Regions from separate parts of the Mus musculus genome. Here region 2 is linked to region 1. A link is a contact called in public HiChIP or PLAC-seq data. All regions are on one chromosome and are shown on one strand. The core of a region is the stretch at or near the end of the contact, and the rest is flanking DNA. Distances in the headings are between cores, read along the strand shown.

What was found. HiChIP or PLAC-seq counts read pairs in DNA pulled down with a chosen protein or histone mark.
Region 2: a contact with region 1 is called in an H3K27ac HiChIP or PLAC-seq map of microglia, with 6 times the contacts expected there. The contact joins two enhancer-like sites. A contact is called at or near these places in 2 of 115 datasets of contacts at active chromatin or transcription factors (microglia and pancreatic cancer cells) and 1 of 9 other capture datasets (adipose tissue).

Annotation. Positions count from the first base shown.
Region 1 is chr5:122,767,334-122,774,476 of GRCm38.p6, reverse strand. The region is part of intron 1 of Camkk2 (calcium/calmodulin-dependent protein kinase kinase 2, beta); the gene reads left to right. Among named protein-coding and RNA genes, the nearest start is that of Camkk2, 8.5 kb to the left of the region's middle. Within about 2 kb of position 4,001, at least 215 of the 459 cell types and tissues checked have an H3K27ac peak or open chromatin away from gene starts, as enhancers often do. A contact at or near this core is called in microglia, where this site is marked.
Region 2 is chr5:121,808,972-121,816,114 of GRCm38.p6, reverse strand. It overlaps Atxn2 (ataxin 2), which reads right to left. Exons shown (of 25, transcript NM_009125.2): 22 at 5,119-5,264; 23 at 4,503-4,730; 24 at 2,562-2,730; 25 at 1,165-1,777. The coding sequence ends at 1,749. Sh2b3 (SH2B adaptor protein 3) reads left to right here. Exons shown (of 8, transcript NM_008507.4): 8 at 1-634. Among named protein-coding and RNA genes, the nearest start is that of Mir7031, 6.7 kb to the left of the region's middle. Within about 2 kb of position 4,249, at least 76 of the 459 cell types and tissues checked have an H3K27ac peak or open chromatin away from gene starts, as enhancers often do. A contact at or near this core is called in microglia, where this site is marked.

The DNA.
Region 1 (7,143 bases), core at 2,752-5,251:
GGCCAGCCTGGTCTACAGATCAGGTTCTAGGACAGCTAGGGTTATAGAGACCGTATCTCAAAAAGATTAAAAAAAATTTTTTTTTGGTTTTGTTTTTGTTTTTAGTGTAAGTTAAAGTCAGTCAAGGACTTTTTATTTTCTTAATTTATGTGTATGTTTGTGTGAATATACACCATCTGTACGCCAGGGCTCACAGAAGCCAGAAGAGAATGTTGGATGTCCTGGCGCTGGACATGGGCAGTTGTGAGCTGCTTTGTAAGTGCTGGGACCTAAACCCAGGTCCCCTGCAAGAGCAGGAGATGCTTGTAACTACTGTCTCTCCAGCCAGGAGTTAGACCTCATACCCTCGGAAGTCTTTGCTATGCTTTGGTTTAGTGTGTGTTCGTACCCAAGACTTCCCTGGCTGTGTGATCATGGGCAAGACCCTCTGCCTCAGTCTCCTCACTAGAGAAGTAGAGAATAATGCGGTTACCATGACAACTAAGAAGTTGATACAGGCTTAGCATGATGTGGCCGGGAGAGTTAGTCCCACAGCTGCCGCAGCTGCAGCTGTCAGAGCTGTTTCCAAGAGGGTGAGATTCCCCAGCGAGCGGTGTTTCTCCCGTTTAGCCTGCTCACTGGTTCTCCGGCACTTTTTTTTTGTTTCGTTTGTTTCCCTTTATGGTAAACAAAACGAAAGGTTGACTTTGTAAGGGTTGTTTCCTTACTAGGGAGCAAGGTAAGGGCTGCCTGGGTTCTCGGGGAAGTGGCAGCTGCCTTGCAGTTTGGCCTGCATGAGAGCCCAAAGCTTTTATGACCCTCAGTTCTTCGTCACTTGTAGGTCAGTCTTGGCTCAGGGAGCTGAAAACACTAGGGTATGTGGGCTTCAGGCATGGAGGAATCAGGGTGCCAGCGCGGTTTTCCATCCATTTTCTTCCCTTGATGGGCATCATTCTAAGGCGGGGTTCTCCCAGCACTAAGTTCAGCAGAAAGAACTCTCCCCGCCGCCCCCTTTGAACATTGAAAAAACTGGCAGTAAGACCCACTAGCCTGAGTTCAATACATAAGTTCTCTTGAATCCATGACCTGACCAGAAGAGTTGATGTCCAGTTGGGCAGTTTTGTGCATGGTGGTGGGGTCTGCTCTATAGGGGTGCCTCACAGGGAAGGATATGTTCCTAGGCGTAAACTGGGCTGCCGTCCTAAGACTAAAGGAATTCGGACTCCAGGTCAGTTGAAGACAACTTCTCACCTTCCGACTGGCCTTGGGATGGGTGTCTGAAATGTACAACCTCCAGCTTACATCTGCTGGGTGCCAGCTGTGTTCTAAAAAGTTTTAGGCCTGAGAATTCAGGGCTGAATTCAGAACCTCGTTCTCTCCAGCCAGTCGAGCCACATTGCTGGCTTGCGTCTGGGCATTTGTTCCCGATACAGGTGGAGACAGCTGCCTTTGGTCTCCCCTCATATAGACTGAGTTCTAAGGATGGCAGCTATGTGGCCGATAGGAGCCTCTTGTTAGATTCAACCCAGCCTGTACGTTACTCATGAGACAGTTTGGGACCTTTGCGAGGCTCCGTCCATAACTTTTAAGGTTTTTTTTCTTGGAAGACACAGACCAGGACTGTCAGCTGTAGCATTTGCAGAGGCCCCAAGAGCCACTTCAGGCATCTAGGTGAAACAAAACAAAACTCTGAGTTGTTTTAGTGATATTTGAAACTACCATATGACTCTAGGTAAGTCAGTAATCTTTAATTTTTTTCTAAAATTTATCTGTTTGTTTATTTATTTGAGACAGGGTTTCTCTGTGTAGCCCTGGTTGTCCTGGAACTCACTCTGTAGACCAGGCTGACTTTGAACTCAGAGATCTGCCTGCCTCTGCCTCCCAAGTGCTGGGACTAACACCGCGATAGTTTGAAACGAGCTCTCTCACTGAGCCCTGCACTTAGCAGTCGGCAGTTGCACTGGGCTTTATTCCGAGGGTTCTGTGGAGCTCCGGGTCTCCCTGCTTGCATGCGCATTCACCACAGGCATTGTACCGAGGGGACCATCTCCTGCGTCCCCTTCTTGGTTTATTTTTGATTGGTTGGTTGGTTGGCTAGCTGTGGTGGTATATACCTGTAATCCTCACAGTCAGGAGGCTGAGGCAGGAGGATCACAAAGCTAGCCTAGGCCTTATAGTGAGGCACTGCTTCAAAACAAAAAGTTTTTTTTTTCCTTTTTTAAAAAAATTTTATTTATTTATTATATGTAAGTACACTGTAGCTGTCTTCAGACACCAGAAGTGGGCGCCAGATCTCGTTATGGATGGTTATGAGCCACCATGTGGTTGCTGGGATTTGAACTCAGGACCTTCGGAAGAGCAGTCAGTGCTCTTAACCGTTGAGCCATCTCTCAACCCCACAAAAAGTTTTTTTTTAATTTTAATTAGAAAGGGAAAATATTTACCGGGACAGACTTCCTTTATGCCCCAGGGTCCCCAGCTTCCTTCTGTGTCACCAATGCCTCTCTCCTGTTCTCTTGTGTATTAGTCTGGCTGTCCCCGTTTGTGGTTATGGGCACACTCCTTTTAAATGGTTCATGGATTGTTGGTCCCTTGATACAGAAATCACATGTAGCTCCTCTATAATGGCTCGGAGTTTTCCTTTGACCCATTGAGTTTGTTTGTTTGTTTGTTTATTTGTTTTGATCTTCACACGCTCTCACTGTGTAGCCCTGGCTGGCCTTCTATTTGCTGTGTAGCTGAGGATGAGCCCTGAGACCTTAAACAACGTCTCCTATGCCTGCACCTCCGTAGTATTATAGGTGAGCACCCCTGTGCCTGATTTACACCATGCTGGCGACCCAGGGCCTCTTGCAGGCTTGATAAGCCCAGTTGATTGATGGATTGATCTTTCTACCTAACGGCTTGTTAAAAGAACAAATGAGTGAAATGAGTTTCCTCTAGGGCCTTGGGCCTCAGTTTCCCCAGGTGAGAGAGGATGTGGCTGTTTACCCGACTCCAGCGTGGTATCGTTCCTGGCCTTGGCAGGATCTGTAGAGCTGATTTGCACGCCCCCACCTTTTTTTTTTTTTTTTTTTTTTTTTTTTTTTTTGTCTTGGAGTGCCAGAAGGAGGGGCTCTGAGGACCCTGATGGACCCCGAGAAAGGTGTGTCTCTGATTTGGAGGCCCACGTACTAACTTGTTATACTACAGCTCCCGTAGTGGCTCAGCTCAACTTAGGCTCAACTCGGCATAGCATTTGGCAGGCAGCAGTTGCTGGTTGGAAATGGCCCCCAGGAAATGGAGATGGCCAAGCGTTTCCTGGAGGCCTTTTGGCCAAGCGTTTCCTGGAGGCCTGTGCCACTTTGGCTTCCTGGCAGAGGAAGGAGCATTCCTCTCATCCCGGCTGGGGACTGGCTCCATCTGCTCCAGGAAGGGTCTGGTGACTCCGTTGGGTGCCCTGGAGGTGAGGGAGGGAGGGAGGGAGGAGAGGGGGGCTTCCGGGTGGGGCAGTGCTTGTGATTCATGGGGAACTAACTGCCAGGCCCAGGCAGGGCTGCTGGCATTTTGTCAAACCCCAGCAGCTTGTAGGAATGCCCTTTTCAGTCCTGTGTTCCGATCCCTGCCCTTCCTGGTAGCGGGCTCGTCCCGGGGGGATTACACAACCACGCAGAGTTTCTCCATGCCTGGTGCCTGAGACTCCAAGCAGTCTCAGTACAGTCTTTGATGCCAAACTCTTGTCTTTTAAGTTTATTTTTCTTGCTAGAGAAAGTATTGGTAGCTTCATTAGATTCTTGTGGGGTCTCTGGTCCCTAAAGGATTCAGAGTCCTGGCTGAGAGTGTAGGGATGGGACAGGATGTGTCCACGCCCTCCTGGTCTTTGTGCCTCTCTTCCCTAGACCTGGATGGGCCTGCCTTTCCTTCACAGGCAGCCCTAGCCTGGTCTGAGCACTCTCTTCTCCTCCTTCCTTCAGACCTTGAAGGCCAAGCCTGCGTCAGAAGCAGTGGCGAGGGAGGCCCAGGCCAGACACCGGCTGGCCAAGGAGACTTGATTAAAAGCAGCTTTGTTGGGGGTGGATGTCTCGGTGTCCTTGGCCTGCAGTAGAGATCGATAAGCAATTGTTTTTCTCTTGGCAAGAAAAGAAAAAAAAAATCTCCATTGACTTTCGCAGGCACTGCCAAGTCTGGTTTTCTTTTCAGGAACACTTGTAGCCCCACGTGGCTCAGAGAGGAAGGAGAGGTCTCCTGCCCTGGGGTTGTGGAATCCATTTAATTGCAGGTGGACTCACCGGGACAGTAGTCACTCCGGAGCATTCTAGAACACAGCCCCCCTGTTCATAGACATTGTATTGAAAGATTAGCTTCTTAACACTTCAGTCATGTATTGAGTGCGCAGCTCATCTGTTCCCTGTGACTACCCAGAAAGCGCCCATTTTAAAGATGAGGAAACTGAGGCAGAGAGAATTTTAAGGCAAGCTGGGCAAAGGATAAGCCCAGGCTGTGGCCTCCAGCGCCCTGCTTTTCTCTTTTGGAAGATGGGGATCACAGCCAGGCTGCAGAGAGTGCGGAACTCGGGCAAGAAGATCCACTGATGGGAAAGCTGAGGCAGGAGCGTGGCTGGTAATGTCTTCCTCTGTGCTGAGGTGTGGCATCTTGCTTCTTTTCATGGCAGCTTGCTTACTCTCTTCTGGAACTTCATCTCCAGCAGTTAAGAGCTCATTGTACTTTTACACAGGACCTGAGTTCAATTCCCAGGTCCCAAGTCTGGCAGAACCACCTGTTAACTCCAGCTATTGGGGGATTTCATGCCTTTTCTGGTCTTCATGATACCTGTGCTCCCGTGGCATGGACACAGACATGCACATAAATAAAAATTATATATGTAACATACTCGATGTGAAAATGAGCCATATTTCACCATTTTTACATGTACAATTAATTCCCTGGCGTCAAGCGTGTCCACCGCTCCTCCCTTTAGTGAGGACTTCCTCATTCTTTTCCCAACTCACGGCTGTGCTGCTTTCGTTACTTCCTGTTTTGGATATAGGTTCTCAGTCCTGACTATCTCAGACTCACTCACTGAGTAGCTAAAGGTGACCTTGAACTTCTTCTGCTCCTATCTGCCTGTATTCCAGCAAGCACCCCAGCGCAGGATGAGCAGGGCTGGGGGTGGAGCCCAGGGTCCTACGCACTGTGCCCGCTGGCTCCACCCCCAGCCTCGCGCCCAATTGAATTCGACCATCATGGGTGTGGCCCACTGCTTGTGAGTCAGTGGGCGTGTCAGACTTGTCTTCCCGCTTTGTCTCTTATGTGATCTACCACGTCCCCTCGTCCTTTGTAGACATAGGGTTCCATCCACCCTTTAGCAGGATTCCATGACTAGTGACGCCATGACCATTGCTGTGCAGGGGTCTGAAGCCCTGCCTTCAGTTTTTGAATGCGTACCACTGAGAGGAATGACTGGCCATGTGGGACTTCCATGGCCAGCTTCCCGAGGAAGTGCAGAGTCGGCTTGCTGTTTGAAAGTGTCCTTCTCTTCCTGCAAACCAGGCTGAGCATATTGTCACATGGTTGCGTTTGTTGTGGTTCGTTGGCATGTGGTATATGCAATGTATTGGGTGCATGTGACAAGGGATGTCCTCTCTATCACTCTCCACCTTATTCCCTTGGGACAAGCTTATCCACCAACCGTAGAGCTTGGTTGGCAGTCTGCAAGCCTCCTGTCTCAGCCCTCATAGCGCTGGGTTTAGAACCCAGCTTTTAGTGTGGGATTTGAACTCAGGTCCTCACACTTGTGCAGCAAGGACCCTACCCACTAAACGATCTCCCCAGCTCTCGTTGCATTTTTTTTTTCTTTATTGAAAATAAATTTCAGCTGAGCAGTGGTGGCGCACGCCTTTAATCCCAGCACTTGGTGGGGGGGTGGGAGCAGAGGCAGGAGGATTTCTAAGTTCGAAAACAGCCTGGTCTACAGAGTGAGTTCCAAGACAGCCAGGGCTATACAGAAAAGCCCTGTCTTGAAAAATCAAAAAACAAAACAAAACAAAACAAATAAACAAGTTAAACCAAATCAACCAACCAAGAAAAACCCAACACTGTTTTTAAAAATCATGAATGGTGTTCATCTGTGGGCACAGGTCTGAGCTGAGAATGCCAGGGGGCTCTGACTGGAAGAATTGTAGCCCACTATTGACACAGTAGATGTTTCTGAGAGGGCGATCGAGAGGGCCAGTCGCATCCTCCTGGGAGCCCTGACTTCATGGCACTCCCTCTCATGGTCCTCCACCCTCACCTGTGTGACCCAGGAGGCCTTTTTTCCTCAGTGACATCGCAGCCAGCACCTACTGTCTTCCCAGCGCATAGAGAGACCTCCGTGACGAGCACGCAGCTGCCCTCACATTGCATCCGCACAGATTTCACTCAGTAGTAGTGCTCCTGACATTTGTCCACCAGAATTTGTCAAACAGGAGCGAAAGGTTAATAGTCTGTCCCAGGGATGGTGGGAATTGACAGCCTGGAGATGTGTGCCAGCCCCACTCCACCCCCCTTTTCCTCTCTCAAACTGATATAAAAGTTCACACGAGGCTGGACCTGGTGGTGCACACCTTTGATTCCAGCACTCAGAAGACAGAGAGGCCAGCCTGGTCTACAGAGTGAGTTCCAGGACAGCCAGGGCTACATAGAGAAACCTGGTCTAGAAAAACAAAATAGTTTACATGACCTAAAATTAATATTTTGGGGGGACACAGTACTGGGGTAGAACCAAAGTCTCTTCAAATCCTAGTTAGTAGCTTAGCTGCAAGCTGCACCCCTAGCCCTCTAATTAACCCTCCTTTTCCTTTAAATTTGAGACAGGGTCTCACTCTGTAACTAACTTGCCTGGAACTCCCAGAAGTCCTCCTAGCTCCATCTCTGGAGTGTGCTGGGAATAAAGGTGTGTGCTACCACGCCTGGCAGGTTCACCCTGTTAGGATCGCATTCAGTCCATGCGCTGGGCTGTGAAATCACCACCTCGGACCAGTTCCAAGACATTCTCGCCAGGATGAAGCCCTGCACCCATTATGCAGTCACTGAATTGCCCCCGGAACGCTCCTCCGTAGTCCTATGTAACCGCTAATCTGCCTGTCTCCCTGGATTTGCCTAGTATGGAAATTTCATTTCCGTGGAATTATGCAATACAGGGCC
Region 2 (7,143 bases), core at 3,000-5,499, 960 kb after region 1:
ACGGGCAGGTTTGCGAAGCTCCAGGCCAGATGCCCTCCCAGTGTGTTGGCACCAGGCACCGTTCCCACCCCAGCAGTCTTTACTGGCCACCACTGGCTCGACAGTCCCCGTACCCTTGCTTCCTTCTCCTGAGTACTCAACTACAAACTAAAAGTCACCAGCACCAAAGAGTTGGGTCAACTAACCTGCCTTGACTTTACCAGCAATCCATATGGCTTTATCTGTATAAATCTTCTGCCTCTGATCATTTCTGGATGGTGTAGGAGAAAGGAATAGGGATCATTACAATCTCGGGCCACACAACACTATCTTTACCTAAGTTTCTTAAAGTAAGGCTTCACCCCTTCCCTGAGGGCTCAGTCTCTTGTTTAATATTACCTTGGTGCAAACACCAAGTGATAAACTGTCACCCACTGCCTCCTAGTGAAGACACATCTAATGGCCAGTGTGTGGCCGGAATAAGCAGCATTGTCACCACAGAAACAGGGAATCTCATCTTCTATCATTACAGCAGAAGGTATTTGGCAAATCTTCGTTTTATGTACTGTATGAGTAACTTATTCTTGAATAATGCAAATTTTGCTACAATGTACAAATTGCTGTATGTCAATTAAAAAGGTTTCCAGTATTACAACCATGATCTCTGCATCCACACACCCATCCCACTTGCCTGCCTCCCTTTCGGGCAGCCTGGCCTCATTCTGTGCTGCCCCCCCCTCCCCAATCCCTGGCTACACTGAGGAGGGACAAGGCTCTGTGCTACTAGACAAGTGCTTAGCCACTGTGGCCACACCTTGAGCCTGGTCAGATTCCTCTGTAAAGAAGGAGCTTCTGCCCCCTACTGGTAACACAGAACTGAACTGGGATAACTCAGATCAACAAGGAAAAGTGAGCTTACAGTCTGCACCTGCTTGCAGATGTGGACTTTTGAACGCTGCCCACCTCTGGCCAGCCTGCCTTCTGCTGAAGCCAACTGCTAATCCACCCGAGAGGGAATCACAGTCTTGACTTTTTCTAGATACCTTGAGCCAGAACTAAAGGTGAAGAAGAAAAGTCATTTGGTCAGCACCTCCTCAGAGATTGGAGCAGCACAACCAGCCTGTCTTCCCTGGGGTCTACCTCCCACAGCAGCAGGAGTCAACATAAACACACACTAACTGGGTATCAGTTTTTAAAACTTTTTTTATTTTTTAATTTTTTTTTTTAGTTTTTATTTTATATTATCTACAAAGTAAAAGTTTTCCCTTAACTTAAAAGTTGAACCACTGTAGACAGTGATCGCCTCATCAAACTTGATTTATAAATAATAATCCGTCAGTTTGGCGGTAAGAATTTACTGAACTTCTGTCAAGTTTAGTAAAAGGGCGTTCCAAGTCTTGATTTTTTTTTTTTAAAGCGGTAATAGCAGCAAGAATCACTCTTGTTACTTCTGTTGCTAGCTGATGTGTTCATGACTCTCAAGGGCCATTAAAAAATAAATAACTTCCAGTTTCAGCAAGCAGAGCTGGGTACTTGCAGGACCCTGCAACAGCACATGGAATTATGGAACAGCCACAAGTCCCTACATGCCTCTACTCGGTCCAAAACATCCTCCACTGCAAGTGAGCTGTTAGCATTCCTATCAGATGTTAAATCAGTGTATCTTTTAAAAAACAAAATCAATGAAGTTCTAGTTTTCTGTGCTTCCGGTTGGCAGAAGCAGGAGAAGGGAGGAGGGGATTTGGCCTTTCGGTTCCTCCAGGGCAGCCTTACAACTGCTGTTGGTGGTGGGCTTGTACTGTAAAAAAGAAAAGTGGCTATTTAAACAACACAGGCACCACTGCCCGCCAGCCTAGTGTCCGCAGCACACGACTGTCAACTACTCCTGTGCTAGTGAGTAAGACTGGAGGGTTAATGCTGCCCCTCTCCCCCAACTGCAGCCAAGGTAGGGTTGGGGAGGGAAGGGGGTGAGGAGAAACAAACCAGTCAGACGTAAACCACTTCAGATACAAGTCCTGGACTTGCTGCTTGTGGAGCAGGCCTTCACACCCCCTCCCACTACACTAGCCAAGCACCACTGCTTTCCAAGTCACAGGGAAGACAGGTGTCGTCACAGCAGCCATCAGTACGAGACATCATGGGCGTCCTGTGTCAGGGCACAGGCTGGGGCTAACACTACACTCAGACCAGTCCGCACACAGCACGTGTTCACCAGTGCTCTCCTCCAAGCTACGATCAAACTTGGCCATGGGCATAAACCCCCCACATCAGCCTATAAAGGACTCAGGACGGACCACGCTGCCCTGTCCAGCCTATCATACATACATAACCAGGAAGGCCAACTGAGTCCTCGGCATGCATCGGCTACCCAGAATGAGGCTGCTGCTTCTCAAGCCAACCCTGAACCAGCAGAACACACACAGAGCCTGATGTTTCCTGACCGTCACGATCCCTCCTGTGCACACTTGGATGGGCCTCGCTAGTCAGGTTTGCAGCCTGAAGCACTGGTCCTGCCTGCCATTCTACCTCTGCGAGCAGAACGCTCGGGGTGCCCCGGCGGCCCCTGCACACACACGCCTCACCTGAAGGGTGCGTCATATAAGGGAAATGCGCTGTTGTCGAGACTGGAATGGGCTGTAGTGCACTTTGAGCGAGGGCGGCCTGGGGACCGCCGGGTGGCTGTGTCGTCATTAGCATCATTGGCGCATGGGCAGTTGGATGAGAAGGAACCATTCCTGACTGTACATGAGCCTGAAACAGAGAGCTCTTTTACGCATACAGGCAACATCTCCTTCTTAAACAACAAGTCAGCTATTCCTTTCATTGGACTAGGGCTCTTGAAGGAGCAAGATGGACTTCTTGGGTAACCTTGAGGTAGATCCAGCAGGGCTAAGATGGGGAAGTTGCCTCCTAGTCCCCAACTCGTCTGCTCAGATACCACACAAGGCAAGGTCTTCACCAAAAGCAGCCGCTATTGGGGTGGGAAGGGCACTTTCTTAGCTTGCTATGGTGCATGGCCAAAGATATATCAATGCCCTTTTCCAGTCAGAAAGCAACTGACAAGGGCCTGTAAGGGGACTGCCTCCCCAGCACCCTCAGCAGCTTCCTGAGTCTCTCCTCTTCCGCCCTTCCCCAGTTGTAGTGGGTTCCCCAAAAGTAGGGTGAAGCAGCACTTAGGCCCCTCACTTTAAAAGCTTAACTGACGGAGCAAAGGCTGAGTCACTGGCTCCACTGAGATGACAGAGTGATCTGAAGCTGGGTCAACCCAGTACCAAATGGCAGCAAATTTAAGTTAGAAAGGTGATGTTAGCTACCTGGTCGGTAATCTCAACCTTGGCTCTGCAGGGAGTGGGCAGAGCAGGAAGAGGCGGCTTCCTGCCTCCCATCCTGTGCATTGCTCTAGACCATCACCCCAGCGAAGCACTGGTTCACACCTTCAAACAGGCCCATGGCTCTCTGCTTTCCCTGTTAGCCTCTTACTCTCTTATGCAAATACATGAGTGAGGTTTGGGATGAGCTCATCTTACACATAAATTCACAGCCTCTGCTGGACACTTAGAGGACCCTGATTCTCTTAAGTCTCACTCCACCAAAGCACACTGACCACACTGGCTACCCTCCCCACTGCCGCCAGCCAACAGGAGCATATTCTACACTCTCAGCTCTGGGGGAAGGACAGGAACAAGCTAGCCTTCTGCAAGAGACCCAACTACACAGCAGCGTTAGCTCACACCTCGCCAGAGCCTCACTGGCACACTGAGACAGGAAATAGAATCATTCAGGAACTCTTCTAAGTGAGACCCACCTCAGGGAACTGTGATCAAAAGTAGCAGACATCTGATCCAGCCACCTTACGTTAACAGCTACAGAGAGGGCCTCTCCATGGCCCAGGCTGCCCTGGCTCTCTCAGCAACCACAGCTTTCAAGCTCAGCCTTTACACTGGGGGAAGGAAGGGAGGAAGGAAGGAAGGGAAGCCCCAGACGGTCTGGGCTACTCTAGAGCCTGAGTTCTCCTGCACCACAGCCCAAGGTCCAAGCTCAGGAATCACAGCAGACAGAGGCAACCAGGCAACAGCTGGGACACTGCTAACCCGCAAACCAACAATCCTAGTGCAGTCCCTCAGAGTGAGAGCCACTGAAGGCCTGCCTGCCACCCTGCTCTAAGGCTCGCGTGTGTGCTCCCGTGTAGAGGTGTCTGCATGTGTGCACATATATACACAGTGGAGAGGCTAGAGAGACGCAGCGAAGCAGACACAGGAAGGAAAGGACTGGGGTGCATTCCAGACTCAGAGGTTTAAGGTCTCAGCTGGGAAATGCTAAGTCACAGTTTCACTGATCCACCACAAAACCATAGCAACATTCACTGAGAGCCAGAAGATCACGTGCTAAGCAGGAAAGGGGCAGACAGGCAGATGGCACCACACACAGGGTTTCCTGGCTTGGGGAGCAACTGGCTCCTTGCTGCTTATCTGACCACCACTCCCTATGTGGCCTTCACAAAAACTTGGCTAGTGCTGGTTTACCTGAGGTACGTGGGCCATGTGGGGTGGGGTGGTGTATGCCGGCTGAACATGAGAAGGGTGGATGGTGAAGACTGTCTGTTGTGCTGCTGGGAAACTGCTCTGTGGAGACTGTGTATTAGAGGCAGGTGTCATGGAAGGTGGTGTTGGTGCCAGCCCCGCATGATAAATGGCCGACTGCTGCTGTGGACTGGCCAGATGAAGAGCCTGGGCAGCCTGGTGCTGATGGTGCTGTAAAGCAATGGGAAACTTCATAGAGTGAAGGCGACAGGCCACCACCCCACCCCCACCCCGGGAGGCGCAGAAAGGAGAGCACAAAGCATCTCTCATGCAGATGGCCTTTTCCGGGGACTCAAGCCCAAGCCTCAGCCGGGCAGTTACAGGTCCAAACAAGGCCTCACTGCCCCATTAGCACATGGGACTGAGGAAGCCAACAGGAAGGCAGCATTGCGGCTTGCCTTCAGGAATGAAATTCCAGAGGGCTTTAGACTTAACTAAGAACTTCAAGATCAAGCAGCTTTTTAACACTTATGTTTCTGGCATTCAACCTTAGGGAATGGCCTCCCCCGTACCCACAACTGCTCACAGCTAGGCACACACAGGCCACGCCTCTCCTTACCTGAACAGGACTGGGTGCAGGGTGACTTCCACCATGCTGGCTTTGCTGCTGTCCGGTGGGAGTGGCCGAAGGCTGAGGATGGGGAGTATGTGGATGCAGGGCGGCATTAGGATGTGCATACTGCTGAGCGAGGGAGCCGGTGGAAACTGAGATGAAAAAGAAAAAGGAATGTGTACAATTCTGACGACCACTGCCAGCCCACTATGCCTAATTCACTGCACTCTAATCACTGCCACGCTCTACAGCCATGAGAGCAAGCACAGTCTGGAAACAGACGGAAGGGCTCTGTCTACCAAGGCCAGCACGTGACCCGTGTGCTACATAGCTCTACACACTACACTCACACCGACTTAGTTTAAATTTACTCAGACAATCCCTGTTCCTCTCGGAGGCTTAGGTAGAAACAACTCCACCAATCACACTGGCCCACATGAAGACAGGTGCAGCCTCTCTCTCAAGGTCAGCATCTGATTACATTGCTATGCTACTGCTCTGGAACGGTCCCTGTACACACACCAGTGAGGCTGGGCGCAAGGACAACGTCACTGCCATCTCAGTCAATCACAGTACCCACTCACTATTCTGTTCCCTACTGAATGATGCAGCTCCTGACAAAAAGCCTGGAGATGAAACTGACCACTCTATCCTGTTAGCTAGAAAAATACCAAAGGAACAGTTTTTCTTAACACTCTTAAAATGTGACTCTACGACAATGACCCTGAGGCTGCTCTTTATGCATCTAGGAGGGGCCCCACCTTGGTACCAACCAAGGAGATCAAGTATTAAGTGAACCTGTGCCTTTACAGAGCAGCAGCCTGGGAATGAGAACTCCAGGAAGGTCGCTGCTCCTGTGACTCTGGACAGCTCACGACACAAACTAAACATCAAGCAGAAAATGGACTGCTCTCAAGCTATCTCTATCTCTCTCTCAGCACTGAACCCTTAGCCCTCCACAGCCAAGCCCACACACAGATGTGTCACAGTTTCATGCACTTTAGATAATATGTCAGCAAACACAGCTATGATGTGGACAGAGAAGCACCAAAACTTCCAAGAATAGCACACATGGAGGACTCTGGCTGTGTGCCAGCTGAGTGGTGTCCCGGGTTAGGGACAGGAAACATTCATGAGATGTCACAGTGCAGGGCAGGGCATTCTGTTTCCAATGGTCGGAGCTGGCATGGCCTGTGTGTCCACCTGCCAAGGCCACAGCCCTCACTCACCAGTGTCCCTCAGTATCCAGGTGAGACTGATGAAGGCAACTGTGTTTAGAACCTGGTACAGTTTCCCTGACTGTATTAGTCAACAGATGTGTAAAGAGAAAACTACGGCAGCCTAACGTCACAATGTTTTCAGTGAGTCAGGGAGACCAGTCCATCCTCTAATTCCCTGACTGTGAAAAGCACTTAAGAACGACTTTTGTTTTTAGAGACAACAACTACAGGTCTGCAACTATAGACTAGGCTGCTAGATGGTGATAACTGGTCCACATGTCTCATTCTAAAACCACAAACATTAAAGCCCCATCCAGTGTTTAGTAAGTGTTTCCTTTATAGCAATGTTAAGTCCAACTGAGGGAAAGCAACCCTAAATGTTTATTTATGAGATTTCATAAAGATAGAGGATATAGGAGCTCAAGTATTCAAACTAAAAAAAAGTTTAAGAAAACATAAATAAAAGGCTTGGAGACACAGCTCAGTGCAAAGCTTTGCACAGAAGGCCCTGAGTTCCAGTCCTGGAACAGGTGGGAAAACAAGTAACTCTGAAGGAAGCTCTAGCAAAATGCAGTGGAAACACGGCCACCGCAGTCATAGTAACTATGTCCATCAAGTCTCAGAATTACATCTGTCAACTGGGAAAATGGGAAAGTCTTGATACTGTCACTTGGAAAGAGAATTAAAAGATCCTTTCCCTTCTTTGTTTGGTTTTTCTTCTTTTATAGCTTAAGTTGGCCTGGAACCCACCCTCCCCAACTCCATCTTCCAAGTGGATCCGCACCGGGGTACCATACCCAGCCAGGATCAA